Regions from separate parts of the Mus musculus genome. Here region 2 is linked to region 1. The links are chromatin contacts, called in public Hi-C maps. All regions are on one chromosome and are shown on one strand. Each heading gives the region's core, a stretch centred on a gene start, on an enhancer-like site or on the middle of the called end of the contact. The rest is flanking DNA. Distances are from core to core; before and after follow the strand shown. Region 1 overlaps Crtc3 (CREB regulated transcription coactivator 3). Region 2 has its middle 28 kb from the start of Zscan2.

Region 1 (6,764 bases), core at 3,055-5,554:
GAAGAGAGAGGATCAAAAGTTCAGGGCCTGCCTGGACTACAGAGTAAGTTCAAAGCCAGCCTGGGCAACTTAGTGAAACCTTGTCTCAAATTTAAAAGTACAAAATGGATGGAGATACAATTCAGTGGTAGACCGTTGGCCCAGAATGCACAAGGTCCTAAGTTCAATGCCAAGCAAAGGGGGAAAAAAACAAAAATTAAACCTTGGAAGATACTGAAACTAGTTATCAGTATATACAGTTGGCTACACAAAGAACACTTGCCTTGCCCTCACCAGTATGTATATTGTTATGCTTTGTTTCCTTTCTTCTTTATCTATTGCCACCTTATTTTACTATCGATAGATAACCTGTTTATTTGTCTATGGACACCACTGCAGTATGAGTGTGGAGGGCAGAGGACAACTTGTGGGAACAGGTTCTCTCCTGCCCCGTGGGCTCGTGGGATGGAACTCAGGTCGTCAGATCTGGCAGGAAGCCCCTTTACTCACTGAGCCACCTCCCTGGCCCAGTACTGACTCAAAATAAGGATATGCAGCTGATGGGCAGGGCAGTCGCCGAGCACGGTGGGTTTGATCCCATCACTGGGAAAACAATGAACAAAGAACAAACAAGTCTTTACTTTCACAAAGGAAGTAGTAAAGTCCAAGAAAACGTGTGTCGGGAAAGAATACAGTCTGGAACAGTCAGCTAATGTAGCACATGATCATTCTAAATACAGATATTGGGCTAAATAAAACCCTGTAACCCTCGCATCCTGTTTTGGTTTAAGAGCATCGGATACTGTCCTCGCCCGGCTGCTTGCTTGTGATTCGTGAGACACACAAGTCACTACAACTTGTGATGACTGTTTAGGGCAGCCAACCCACACGCAAAGCACCCTTACCATCAGCTATCTTGCCTCCTCCAGGGCCCATGGACATGAGGATATACTATATCCTCAGAGTGCGGTCCTCTGTTAAACAGCTTCTAGCCCAGCTGCAGTGTCCTCAAAGCAGTCCCTGTCTCCGGAGGGCATCTGCTCAGATGACAGGCTGCTAAAGATTTACAGTCAGTTGTCCCCACGAGGAACCAAGCTACCCAGAGAGAACAGGTCTGGAGAACCAGATTCTTTTGGGAATGTAAGTTTCTGTTTTAATTTTTTTTTCCCCTTCCTTCTTTCCTCCTTCCCTCTTTCCTGAATTCTCCATTTAACCAAAACTGGATCTGGTTGCTTACTTATAGCTGAGTTAAATTGGTTTGAAATCTTTGCCAAATAGGCAAACGTGTAGGACCTGGACGGAGTTGCCTCCTATCTGAAGCCCCGGCTTCTGCCTCCACGTGGAAGGGAGAACCGAGCCCAGTACAACTGGCTTCACTTGTCACACAGTCCAGCCCACAGACTTTAGGAGCTCCTGAGCCACCGTAAGGAAAGCTGACAAGTGACCCTTCACTGACTTCTCACAGGCTCACTAGCAGTGACCGTCCAGACCACAGAACAGTGGTGTATAAGGCCCCCAGTCTGGGTTGAAACATCTAGCACCCAGGGATTTTCATGAGGGAAAGCTGAGTGCTGACGCGGTGTCCTCCCTAACACAGCCCTCGGGGGGCAGACCATCTACTTTGCTTGCTACACTGAAAATGGGTACAGAGAAATGGCGGAGAGTGGAGCTGGTATATTTGTGGAACTTCAATGTCTTTGTTTATATAATGAGCTGTTTTCCTTTCTCTTCTTTGTGACAGTGGGGACACCAGGGTCTCAGTACAAGTTTTAGGCAAGGACTCTGCCCCTGAACTTTATTCCCTCATCCAGGATCTGAATGCTCTGAGGTGATTTTATTATTATTATTTCATCTGATGCTTCAAGTGAAAGTCACAATCAGCATGGAACGAAGAACATGATGTGTGCTAACCCTTGTAACGTATATAAAGTATGCTAACCCTTGTGACATATATAAAGTGTGCTATAACCCTTGTGACTTATATAAAGTGTGCTAACCTGTGTGACATATATAAAGTGTGCTAACCTGTGTGACATATATAAAGTGCGCTAATCCGTGCAACCATTTCACCATTTGTTCCAACACTGGAATGAAATGAGGAAGCTAGAACCCTGTCCCCCACTTTGACTTTCTGTGTTTCTTACTTCTGCTTACTTGGGGGAATATTTGAGGTTTTATAGTTTCTGGGAATCATTTGTAATAGTGATGGGGTGACAAGCTGACGCACTGACTGTCACTGGTTTGTGTCATAGCTGGGCTGTGGAGAGAGCCAGGGTGAGTGTCAGCTTAATGAGGATGCTAACCTTGGCTTGCTCTTCTTTCTGGGGCTATAAGCCAACCTTAAAGCCCATTCGCTGAAGCTGAAGCTGAAGCAGAGGACCAGGTGCAGCAGATGGCATGCACACCTCCTCCCTGACCCAGGGATGCAGAAATGCTTCCCGGAGGATGCTGGTCCCAGTAGGCAGAGTCAAATAAAGGCAAAGTTCTCTCAGACTAAAAGCAAGGGTTTGTTTCTTAGCTGCTGAACAGACAAGTCAGGGGCACTTAGGGTCAAGAGTAACTGGGAAAATCCTGGTCCACAGCTGGGAAGACAGCTCAGGCGGTAAAGTGCAGGCCTGGCATGTACAAAGCTTGGTTCCATCTCAGCACCCCGTAACAGGGCATGGTGGTCACACAGCTGTACTCCCAGCACACAGAGGTAGGAGGTGGACCCCAAAACAGTTCAAGGTCATCCTCAATTGCACAGCAAACTGAAGGCAGTCTGAGCTACACGAGACACTGTTTCAAAAAGAAAATAAGTATTTATTCACACTCTCAACAAATGAAAAATATAAAGATTGAGAGTGTGAGACACCGCTGATCCCATTTCCCCTTCTTGCTTCCTGATAGACAGCCAGGGTAATGGCTGCATGAGCCCTTCAATGAACGACTGTGTAAGCACAGCAAGTGGGAGCGGACCTTACTTCTACTCTTCTCTTTTAGCACGGATAGTAACATGGTATACATTACAGCTGGCTATAATGTATATGGACTGATGCAGCTGTGTGTGCATGTGAGGAGGCACCTCTGGTCCATTACCGCTCTTTTCTGAAAGACTTTCTCACTGCTCTGGAACTTGCTAAGCAGACTGGCCAGTGACTCCAGCTCTTCAGGGCCCAGATTACAAGCACAGCACACCTGGCTTTTATGAGTGTTCCGGGGATTGAACCCACGTCTTCCTGGGTTTACTGAATTACTCCAACCCACTTTTTATTTTTTAATTTTTTTTTCAATACTAGGGATTAAACTCAGGGTCCTGCTACTGAGCTGAGTCCATGTCCTCAGCAATTGCTTTTTAATGTTACTTTTTTAAAAATAGGTATTTACTTTTATGTGAAGGTAGGACAGGGTAGTGTGGAGGGCAGCACACATGCCACAGCCCACGTGTAGTGGTCAGAGCACTTTCAGGACTCAGGTCTCTCCTTCCACCATGCGTGTTCTGCTGACTGAACTCAATCATCAGGCATGGCAGCAATCCTTTAACAGCTGGGCTACCTTGTTGGTCTTGCTCTTTAAACATTCTCACTCTTTCACTAAATCCCTGGGCTGATTCCACCTTCAGTTTTGTTTACAGCTGCTCCTCCTCCTGTCTTCTTTTTTCTTCAGTAATCCTTCTGCTCCAGCCTCTGGAGAGCTGGGACTGCGACACTGTTTCTTTGCTATCTTTCACTTGTCCATATCCTCAGTGGGGTAGTTTCCCCCACAGACCACGGTTTCTCTAAGCCCTTGACAGGGCCAGGATCTCACCCCCCACCCCCCCACACACACACTTCTTCCTCTTTCTCCTCTATTGGCTCTTCCCATGAGCACATGAGCCCAGCCAAGGAAGGCTCTCACGCGTGAAGCTGGGGGAGGGGCAGGACAGAAGGATTCACCATTCTCCCTCCAAGCAGTCTGAGCAGCCACACCTCCTCAGTACCCTGCTCAGCTCTCAACTCCCAGCCCTGTCCACTCCACTGAAACTCCCAGGGCACCACAGCCTTTCCTTGTCACTAAATACAAATGGACTTTTCAGTACCTAAGTCACTGATATCTCAAGTATCTGAAACTGGGATTATGTGTAATATTTTAGAACCTGTTCCATGATTCCATGATTCCTGTCTCTGCAGACTTCTGAACACAAGAGCCATCCTTCAAATGCTAACTTCTCCAGGAAGTGGTCAGTCACACACTCTACCAACAGCCCAGATCTCTCCAGAGCTGCCGACTGCAGTCAACGCCCCAAGGGCTGGGTGCCTGGCACTTCAGTGGAGGTCACTGTGCGCCACCCTCTCACCTGGCACTAACTTGTCACTTTGCACTTCCTCAGGCACTGGCCCCATGGGGCTGCCTAAGCCCAGTGTTTGGGGCCCCCCTTGAGCACTTTCCCTTTCCCCTCTCCCCCTGGGCCATACGCGATGCTGGTTATGGTGTCCCCGATGACCCCGTGTCTCCCACACCCTTCCTCCTTAACTCCATCCACTTTCCCCTCCGTATCTGAAAAAGCCTTGGGATTTGCTGTTTTATTTTTGATTGTTTTGAGTCAAAGTCCCACTTGTGTAGCCCAGGCTGGTCTGAAACTTACCGGATCCACATGGTGTGACACCATGGTGAGCTATAACAGACTTTTGGTCTTTATTCTTGTCACCTCTACATTGCTTCCACACTGCAGTCAGAAGAAGCCCCTGAAACATGAGTCTAATGGCACTGCTTAGCAGTGCAAACGTTATTAACAACACTGCTTTTAAAAATACTTTTGTCTTGGTTACTTTTCTCTTGCTGTGATAAGACACCAAGACCAAGGCAACTTAAGAAGACAGCGTTTACTGGTGGTTCAGTTTCAGAGGGCTCGGTTCCACGCCCATCTTGGCCAGGAGCACGGCAGCAGGCAGACAGGCCTGGTGCTAGATCAGTAACTAAGAGTATATTTAGAGCCACAGTAGGAGGCAGAGAGTTAAGTGTAAATTGTCTGGGCTCTTGGAACCTCCAAGTCTGCCCCTATTGGCAAATGTCCTTAAACAAAACCATGCCATCTAATCCTTCTCTCCAACTGCTCCAATAACTGGGGACCCAGGATTCAAATACATCAGCCTATGGGGGCCATTCTCATTCAAACCTCTAAAACCCCAAATGAGCCTAAAATAAAAATAAGATAAACTTAAAAACCATCGTGGAAATAAACATTCAATAGCCTGGGGGTGGGAGCTAGGGACTGAAAAGCCACATGAAAATAAATCAATATGTATAAGTGTAATATAAACCTATAGTAATTAGTCAAACAGTGTGGCACTGGTACAGGGGTAGACACATCAACGAAGAGGAAGCCAGGGGTGGCCCATGCCTGCAACTCAAGCACTGCACCACTGTGCGACAGTCCCACACCCCACATGTTTTTAAATTTGCATGAAAAAAAATCCCATCATAAAAATCTAATAAATAGCAAACTGTGAAAATACTTGCAACTCAAATCACAGAAAACTGGCCACATTTTCTAAAACATAACAACTCAACCACCAAAATTAAGGGTAAAAGATGTGTCGTGCAGCTAAAGATAGTACAAAACCACAGGCGGGGGTTGGGGGGGAGGTGCATTTATAAAAGAAAAGCGAATGAAAACTACACAGAAGATCTGGAGAGATGGCTCAGAGGGCAAAGCACAAGAGATCAGATCCCCAGCGCCTACGTGCAATGCTGGCATGATGTAGGCATCTGCAGCCCCAACTCTCAGGAAATCACACAGGGGGATCCCTGACATCTGCTGGCTAGCCAGCCTAGCACTCTAGAGAGAAAGAGCCTGCCTCAAAACACACACACACACACACACACACACACACACACACACACACACACACACACACAGGCAAATGAACAAAACCAGAGGGGCTGGCAAGGTGGCTCAGTGGGCTAGGGGGCCTGGTATACGCAGCTGCAAATAACCAAAGACCCTGCCTCAAACACGGTAAGGACTGATCTCCAAGGCTGTCTCCGACCTCACCCTGTTATACAGTACACACTGGTGTACCTGTACTCACATACTTGAACACATATGCACGTACACAATACACACACATACAAGTGCATGTTTCAAAAAAAAAAAGATTTTTAAAAAACACAAGGTTGATGGCTCCTGAGAAACCACACCTACGGGTGACCTTAGGCTTCCATGCAACTGTGCACCTGCACACACTTAGCATCGCTACACACAAGCATCTCTCTCTCTCTCTCTCTCTCTCTCTCTCTCTCTCTCTCTCTCTCTCTCTCATGGACACACATCCTACATACAGGCATTTTACAAGCTTAAGAAAGATTAGCAAAGATCACAAATTTTGGCGAAACCTTGGGCCTGATTTGGGTAGCCAGGCTCTCTGACAGAACAGACATGGGTATAAACTGGTAGACATTCTAGAGAGGATGACCTGACAAAATACAACGTAAAATTACAACTGTTCCAGAAACTCGCTTCTAGAAAGTGTTCTTGCAGCTATACCTGTCTGTATAAAACTGTATGTGTATAATAAAATAAATTGTGCGATGTTCATGTAATAGAAGACTGTGTTTTGGTTTGTTTTGATTTGATTTGTTTTAAAGAGGGGCTGTGGAGATGGCTCAGTGGGTAAAGTGTTTGCCACTTGAGCATAAGAACCTGATTTGGATCCCCAGTGAGAGACTCTGCCTTAAAAAATAACGTAGGCTGAGCTGTGGAGGTGGCTCACCAGGCTGCACAAGTATGAAGAACTGAGTTCAAAGCCCCAGAACCTCCATGAAAC
Region 2 (6,696 bases), core at 2,441-4,940, 190 kb after region 1:
GCCTGCCTCTGCCTCCTAAGTGCTGGTATTAAAGTCATGTGCTTGGCAATTTTAAAATTCTGATATTATTTTATGTATGCAAGTGTGTTACCTGCATGTATGTCTGCATACCATGTTCACACTTGATTCCCACAGAGGCCGTTAGAGAGCATCGGATTCCCCAGGACTGGAATTACCAATAGATGTGAGCTATGGGATGGAAGCTCAAATTTCATCACACATTGGGGGTGAAGCCTTACTGTGGCTTCACTGTAGGCAGTTTTAGTCAGAAGTCAGACATGATCAAACACGGAAGAACCCACACACAGGAGAAAGGCCTTTAAGTGTGGGTCCTCTGGAAGAGCAGCAGTTCTCTTAACCACTGAGCCCTCTCTTCAGTCTCTTACTTAATCTTTTCATTTGGAGACAGAGGATGTGGGTGGAGGTGGGTGAGAGGGTTTGGGGGGGGGGGTAAGGGGAGTGGTAGGGAATCAAACCATAGAAACACATTTCATTGCTCTGGATTATAACATTTCCCCAACTCAAACAAACAAGCCTTAATAAAAATGATGTCATTAAGTAGGTAAAAACTAATAAGAGAGTTTTAGGCGTGGATTTTGTTTTGACCCCATTTGCATACGCAGAGGCTCTTGCAGGAGTAATGCGATTGATGGGAAGAGAACTATAGGAATCTCGATTTTTTTTTTTTTTTTTTTTTAAAGATTTATTTATTTATTTATTTATTTATTTATTATATGTAAGTACACTGTAGCTGTCAGAAGAGGGCGTCAGATCTCATTATGGGTGGTTGTGAGCCACCATGTGGTTGCTGGGATTTGAACTTCGGACCTTCGGAAGAGCAGTCGGGTGCTCTTACCCACTGAGCCATCTCACCAGCCCAGGAATCTCGATTTTTAGAAATCCTGTTTTCCGTGTCAAGTTCTTGTTCCATGCAGGTGACCCTAAAGTCCCCATAGCTCCAAGGTGCTCTGACTAAGTGCCATTGTGAGAAGCACACGTCTGTGCGCTGATTTATTAATAGGAACATGACCACACCAGTGGGAGCCGGATTCTTCCCTGCCGTCATTTAGGCTAAAATAGAGCGCAGGTCAGAAGGTCAAAGAGAACTGAAACCAAGGGACCACCAATGAGGAGCAAGAGGATTGACTAAGAGGGTGAGCTACTCCATCACACTTCCGCATGACTCAGGGAAACCCCCGGGGCTCCCGATTTGTGGACTCTGCAGACACATCATTGAAGAGGTGGGCAAGCTGGCTCCATGCTTTACATGGATTGGATTCTCAACCAAACGTGGGTTGTCCCTGTGGTTGCCTCCAGGAGAAAGGCACAGCTGAGGACAGAGCCAGCTGCAGGCAGTGCAAGTACCCACCTCAGCTGGACTGGTTAACATCAGTTTTCAGCCAATCCAGAGCTTGGGCAGCTTGCGGTCCTCAGGTGATTCCTGGATGGAGTCTGTCAGCCAGGTGAAAATCTGCTGAGACAAATATAGACTCGGACAGAAGTTAAAATTGTCGAGCAATTGCAGAAGGTAAAGAATCCCCAGACCAAGGGGCAAATCCATTCTCAAGAACAGGCAAACCGGGCGTGGTGGCGCACGCCTTTAATCCCAGCACTCAGGAGGCAGAGGCAAGCGGATTTCTGAGTTCGAGGCCAGCCTGGTCTACAGAGTGAGTTCCAGGACAGCCAGAGCTAAACAGAGAAACCCTGTCTTGAAAAACCAAAAACCAAACCAAAACAAAACTAACTGCTGGGCGGTGGTGGCGCACACCTTTAATCCCAGCACTTGGGAGGTAGAGGCAGGCGGATTTCTGAGTTCGAAGCCAGCCTGGTCTACAGAGTGAGTTTCAGGACAGCCAGAGAAACCCTGTCTCAAAACAAAACAAATCTAACTAGTGAATAGACTAATGAACTAACACAGCAGCAAACTACCTGAAGGAGCTAGTTGCCTGTTGTTCTCTAGCTGTTAAGCTATAATTAGCTTAGCCATCAATATTATCAGAGACCTGAGAAGGATAAACTACTATCTAAATGGCCTATGTGTCAGTTAAAATGACAGAAACTAGTCCATATTTCATGACCTGGCCATTTGTCCCAAGTTCCTGTGGTCTCCATTGCATCAAGGACAATGGCAGTCTTTGGCCATCAGGCCCAGAAGATGAAGAGGCCTTTTCTGTGGATGAGGAACTTGGGAGAGACTGTCCTCATCTCATCTTAAGCAAAGTGTGGCAATCAGTTGTCTGGTTGTCCTCTGTCCACAGCTCAGGCCGGGCTCTGGCAGTGGGCGAGGCGCTGGGGCAGTTATGTCCAGTAGTTATGTCCTTTGTGGTTGTGCCCATATTTTCTTGGATACCTTGGAGGGTCACTGTTAGGATTTGGGAGTCTCTGTCTGTCGTGGTAAGTTTAAACATACTAAATGCCACATTCAGGAGATCTCTGACTGGTTTGAGGGCTAGTACCTACCTGTTTTTAGTTATCTGCTCTAAACTATACCTTGAAAATATAAAACAGAAGACTAAATAAAGCTTAATCTTGAAATTAACTGCATCAGTTCTTAGCATGGCTTCTTATATATTTCTGAACAGATTAAATTATTTGATCATTTACAAGGATACTGGTTATCTATCTCTGTTATGTTTGAGCCTTAAAAGTCAGTTTTGAATTGAAGCTCTTCTAATATCAAAATAAAACTTTTTAACCCCAAAAACATACTCCATAAAGAGACTACCACCCTTTCTGACCTTTATCTGGTATATCATTATAGAGCATAACAGTTTCCCGTGTGATTAGGTTTAAGCCGAAGGCAGTGTCAGCACAGGAAAGGGGTTAACAAGATGGGAAAATGGCAAGAACCTTGATTGGCTGAGGAAGCTGTTATTGGCACGTTGGGCTGACAGGAAGGGCTTGCTGGAGCCTTGCCAGGGCTCAAGCAAGCTGAAAGGAAGTGGTGGTGGGGGCGGAATTTCAAGAGCCAGTGATTCTTAACCTTTGTTAATGCTGTAAACTTCTAAAAAAAAAGGGGGGGGGGATTGCAACCCTATAGGAGGAACAACAATATCAACCAACCAGATCCCCCAGAGCTCCCAGGGACTAAGCCACCAACCAAGGAGTACACATGGCTCCAGCTGCATATGTAGCAGAGGATGGCCTTATCTGGCATCAATGGAAGGAGATGCCCTTGGTCCTGTGAAGGCTTGATGACCCAGTGTTGGGGAATGCCAGGGCGATGAGGAGGGGTTGGGTTGGTGGGTGGGGGAGCATTCTTATAAAAGCAGAGGGAAGGGGGCATGGGATAGGGGGTTTGTGGAGGGGAAACCAGGAAAGGGGATAACATTTGAAATGCAAATAAATAAAATATAGAATTTAAAAAATCCTTAATTTTTATTCCTGGTATCATTACCATAATTTATAGAGCAATATGTACGTTATAAATTATAAATTATAAACCAATATTTTATAAACAAGACATGCAGAACACAGTAAACGTTTAAGAGCAGTCAGAAATAAAGGTGTAGTGGCAAATGTTATTTATATATTTAAAGCAGACAAAAATCTTAATTTCAAGGGATGAGCGCCTTGCCACCTGTTGATCCAACTCTCGTGGGCACTGAGGTTTTGTAGCAGAGAAGCTGAGAGGCAGCTGGTGCTCCTTTAAGAGCAGCTTGCACCAATCACACAGCCCCTGGCTTGCTGTCGGCTTGATCCGGGAAGGAGGCGGGGCTTCTCCACCAGCGCCAGACTCCCTGCTGCAGGTGCAGGGCTCCAAGGGCAGCGCCAGTTCATCCGTTTCTGTTGTCTCAATGCAGCTGCTTCTTTCTAAATACAAAAACACTGTTTTATGAGTTATTAAATATTACTTTCTTATTTAAGTTAGCCTGATTGGTTATATAAGTTTTTTTTATAAGTTTTTTTTTTTAAGATTTATTTATTTATTATATGTAAGTACACTGTAGCTGTCTTCAGACGCACCAGAAGAGGGCATCAGATCTCATTACGGGTGGTTGTGAGCCACCATGTGGTTGCTGGGATTTGAACTCCAGACCTTCGGAAGAGCAGTCGGGTGCTCTTACCCACTGAGCCATCTCACCAGCCCCGCCTGATTGGCTATGATCAAGCACTGGACATTTAAAAATTTCCACCTAAGCTTGGCATAGCGGCATACATCTGTAATTCCGGTATTTGCAAGAGGATTAGGAGTTCATACGCATACTCAAGTACATAGGAGTTCAGGCTAACCTGGGCTAGTGAAACTTAGTTTGGGGGTGAGGGGAGACTAAGAGATAGCTCTGTGGGTAAAGTACTTGCTATACAAGCTTTGGGACCCGAGTTCACACCACTAGCTCTCAGAAAAGGCTCAGCAGGAAAAGTGGCATGGGCGTGGCTACGCATGGGCGTGGCGGTGCATACTTTTGATCCCAGCACACAGGAGGCTACCTGGTCGACATAGTTGAGTTCCAGGATAGCTAGGGATCTATAGAGAAAAAGCCTGTCTCAAAAAACAAACAAAGAAACAAACAAAGAAAAAAAAAAAACATACATCTTCAATCCCAGTACTGGAAAGAGAAGCAGAGAGCAGAGACAGGAGGGACCACCTGAATGAAACACCATGATCAAAAAGCAAGTTGGGAAGGAAAAAGTTTATTTAGCTTATACTTCAACATTACTGTTCATCACCAAAGGAAGTCAGGATAGGAAGGAACTTAAGCAGGCCTGGAACCTGGAGGCAGAAGCTGATGCAGAGGCGGGAGTTGGGGGGGGGGGGTGTTGGGGGGGCTGGAGGGTTGGGGGGGCGTAGGGTGTGTGTGTGTGGGGGGGTGCTGTTAACTGGCTTGTCCTAGCAATATCAGCCAGCTTTCTTATAAAACCCAGGACTACCAGCCCAGGGATAAAACCACCTACAATGGACAGGCTCTCCTGCTTCAATCGCTAATTAAGAAAACATCTTAGGGGGCTGGAGAGATGGCTCAGCCGTTAAGAGCACTGACTGCTCTTCCAGAGGTCCTGAGTTCTATTCCCAGCAACCACATGGTGGCTCACAACCATCTGTAATGGGATCCAATGTCCTCTTCTGCTGTGTCTGACAGCTACAGTGTACTCATATAAATAAAATAAATACATCTTTCCAAAAAAAAAAAAAAAAGAAGAAGAAGAAGAAAACATCTTGGTCTTTGAGAAGTATTTTCTCTATTGAGGTTTCTTCCTTTCAGATGACTCTAGCTTGTGCCAAGTTGACATAAAACTAGCCAAGGACACCATTTATGTTTATATACACAAACACATTTATATACATAAATTTAGGAATATTTTCTAGTTTAAATTCCTTTGAATAGACACATTAATTTTAAGTTAATTTTAAGAATTATTTATTAATTTTATTCATTGAGAGATTTCAGATAATTCATATAAAAGTGAACAAATTTAGAAACAATAATTTATTTTCATTTTTACTATTAATAAAAATAGAACAATTAGTTTAAATTCCTTTTAACTTGAGCCACTTCCGATGTGAATAACTTGGAAATTAATTAATTTCTCCTTTTTTAAAATTAGATATTTTCTTTTATTACATTTCAAATGTTATCCCCTTTCCTAGTTTCCCCTCTGAAAATTTCATATCCCCTCCCAATTTCTCCTTTTTTAAAATAAAAAAAAATATATTTATTTGTGTGTGTCTATGTGTGTGTGTGTATATATGCATATCTCTGTGTGTCTATATCTGTCAGCATGTATATCTGTGTGTGTCTGTGTATGCATGTGTAAGTCAAAGGCCATGTGTGTTCTAGGCACAGAACTTAAGTTAGTCAGGCTTGTTTGACAAGTGCACGTCACTTGCTGAGCCATCTGGCCAGGCCCAGTTCTCCTTCTAGGTAAAATTGAAAACAAAACATCTAATGTTTAGTGGAGGAAATGTGTCACATGAGGATTATCACAATAGTATAATAATGGAAACATTTCTTCCTAAATGCATCCCCTCCGGGCTGGAGAGCTGGCTCAATGGCTAAGATCACTCACTGCTCTTCTGCAGGACCTGAAGTCAGTTCCCAGCCCACATCAGGCAGCCCAGATGCCTGGAAGTCCAGTTCCAGGGGATCTGAAACTCTGCTTCTAGCCTCCAAAGGCTCAAGCATACATGTGGCTTACACACACACACACACACACACACACACACACACACCCTAAATGAAAGTAAATAAATTTATTTATAAAAAAAAGATGATAAGTGTCTGAGGAAGACAGGCAAATGTCACCCTCTGGTGTCACTCACCGTCTCCCACAGGAGCAAGCACAACCACACAAATTCATATATTACACATACAAACATACACAAAGGTGGTGGTGGGGAATCTCCGTTAGTGGGCTTGTCCCTCTAAGCCTGGGTGGTACGCAGGCTCTGGCACTCCAGACAGTGAAGGGATTTTCCTTGGGCTCAGAAGTCTAAGGCTGGTTTGAACAACTTAAGACCCTGAGGGTCAGGGAGTAAGAGAAAGGAGGGGGGACTTATTTACAGATAACAGAGTTAAGGACCCTCTATTTGGTGGGGGGAGGTAGATTTCTATGGTACTTCCCACTACCTCCTGCCAAGAACTGAAAACCAACTTCCTTTCCTGCCCTTGAACTCCACATCTCTTAAAAAGACTTCTCTGTTCTGGGAGCCCCATGATGAAGCGGTCGTGACCCTCATGCATTGCCTTCTTTTGA

The links. A called contact is a pair of places that touch in the nucleus more often than the background predicts.
Region 2: a Hi-C map of nephron progenitors shows a contact between it and region 1, with 3 times the contacts expected there. The contact joins two enhancer-like sites. A contact is called at or near these places in 3 of 39 promoter capture datasets (the C10 cell line and hippocampal neurons), 5 of 484 Hi-C or Micro-C datasets (CD4 T cells, the G1E-ER4 cell line, the HPC-7 cell line and 1 more), 4 of 115 datasets of contacts at active chromatin or transcription factors (CD8 T cells, Th17 cells, bone marrow-derived macrophages and 1 more) and 3 of 9 other capture datasets (adipose tissue, liver and pancreatic islet).

Annotation. Positions count from the first base shown.
Region 1 is chr7:80,637,842-80,644,605 of GRCm38.p6, forward strand. All of the region lies in intron 2 of Crtc3 (CREB regulated transcription coactivator 3), which reads right to left. It overlaps Gm15880 (predicted gene 15880), which reads left to right. Exons shown (of 5, transcript NR_040343.1): 3 at 909-1,119; 4 at 1,721-1,807; 5 at 4,128-6,543. Among named protein-coding and RNA genes, the nearest start is that of Gm15880, 5.2 kb to the left of the region's middle. Within about 2 kb of position 4,305, at least 132 of the 459 cell types and tissues checked have an H3K27ac peak or open chromatin away from gene starts, as enhancers often do. A contact at or near this core is called in CD8 T cells, the HPC-7 cell line, bone marrow-derived macrophages and 1 more, where this site is marked.
Region 2 is chr7:80,829,486-80,836,181 of GRCm38.p6, forward strand. No RefSeq gene overlaps it. Among named protein-coding and RNA genes, the nearest start is that of Zscan2, 28 kb to the right of the region's middle. Within about 2 kb of position 3,691, at least 161 of the 459 cell types and tissues checked have an H3K27ac peak or open chromatin away from gene starts, as enhancers often do. A contact at or near this core is called in CD8 T cells, the HPC-7 cell line, bone marrow-derived macrophages and 1 more, where this site is marked.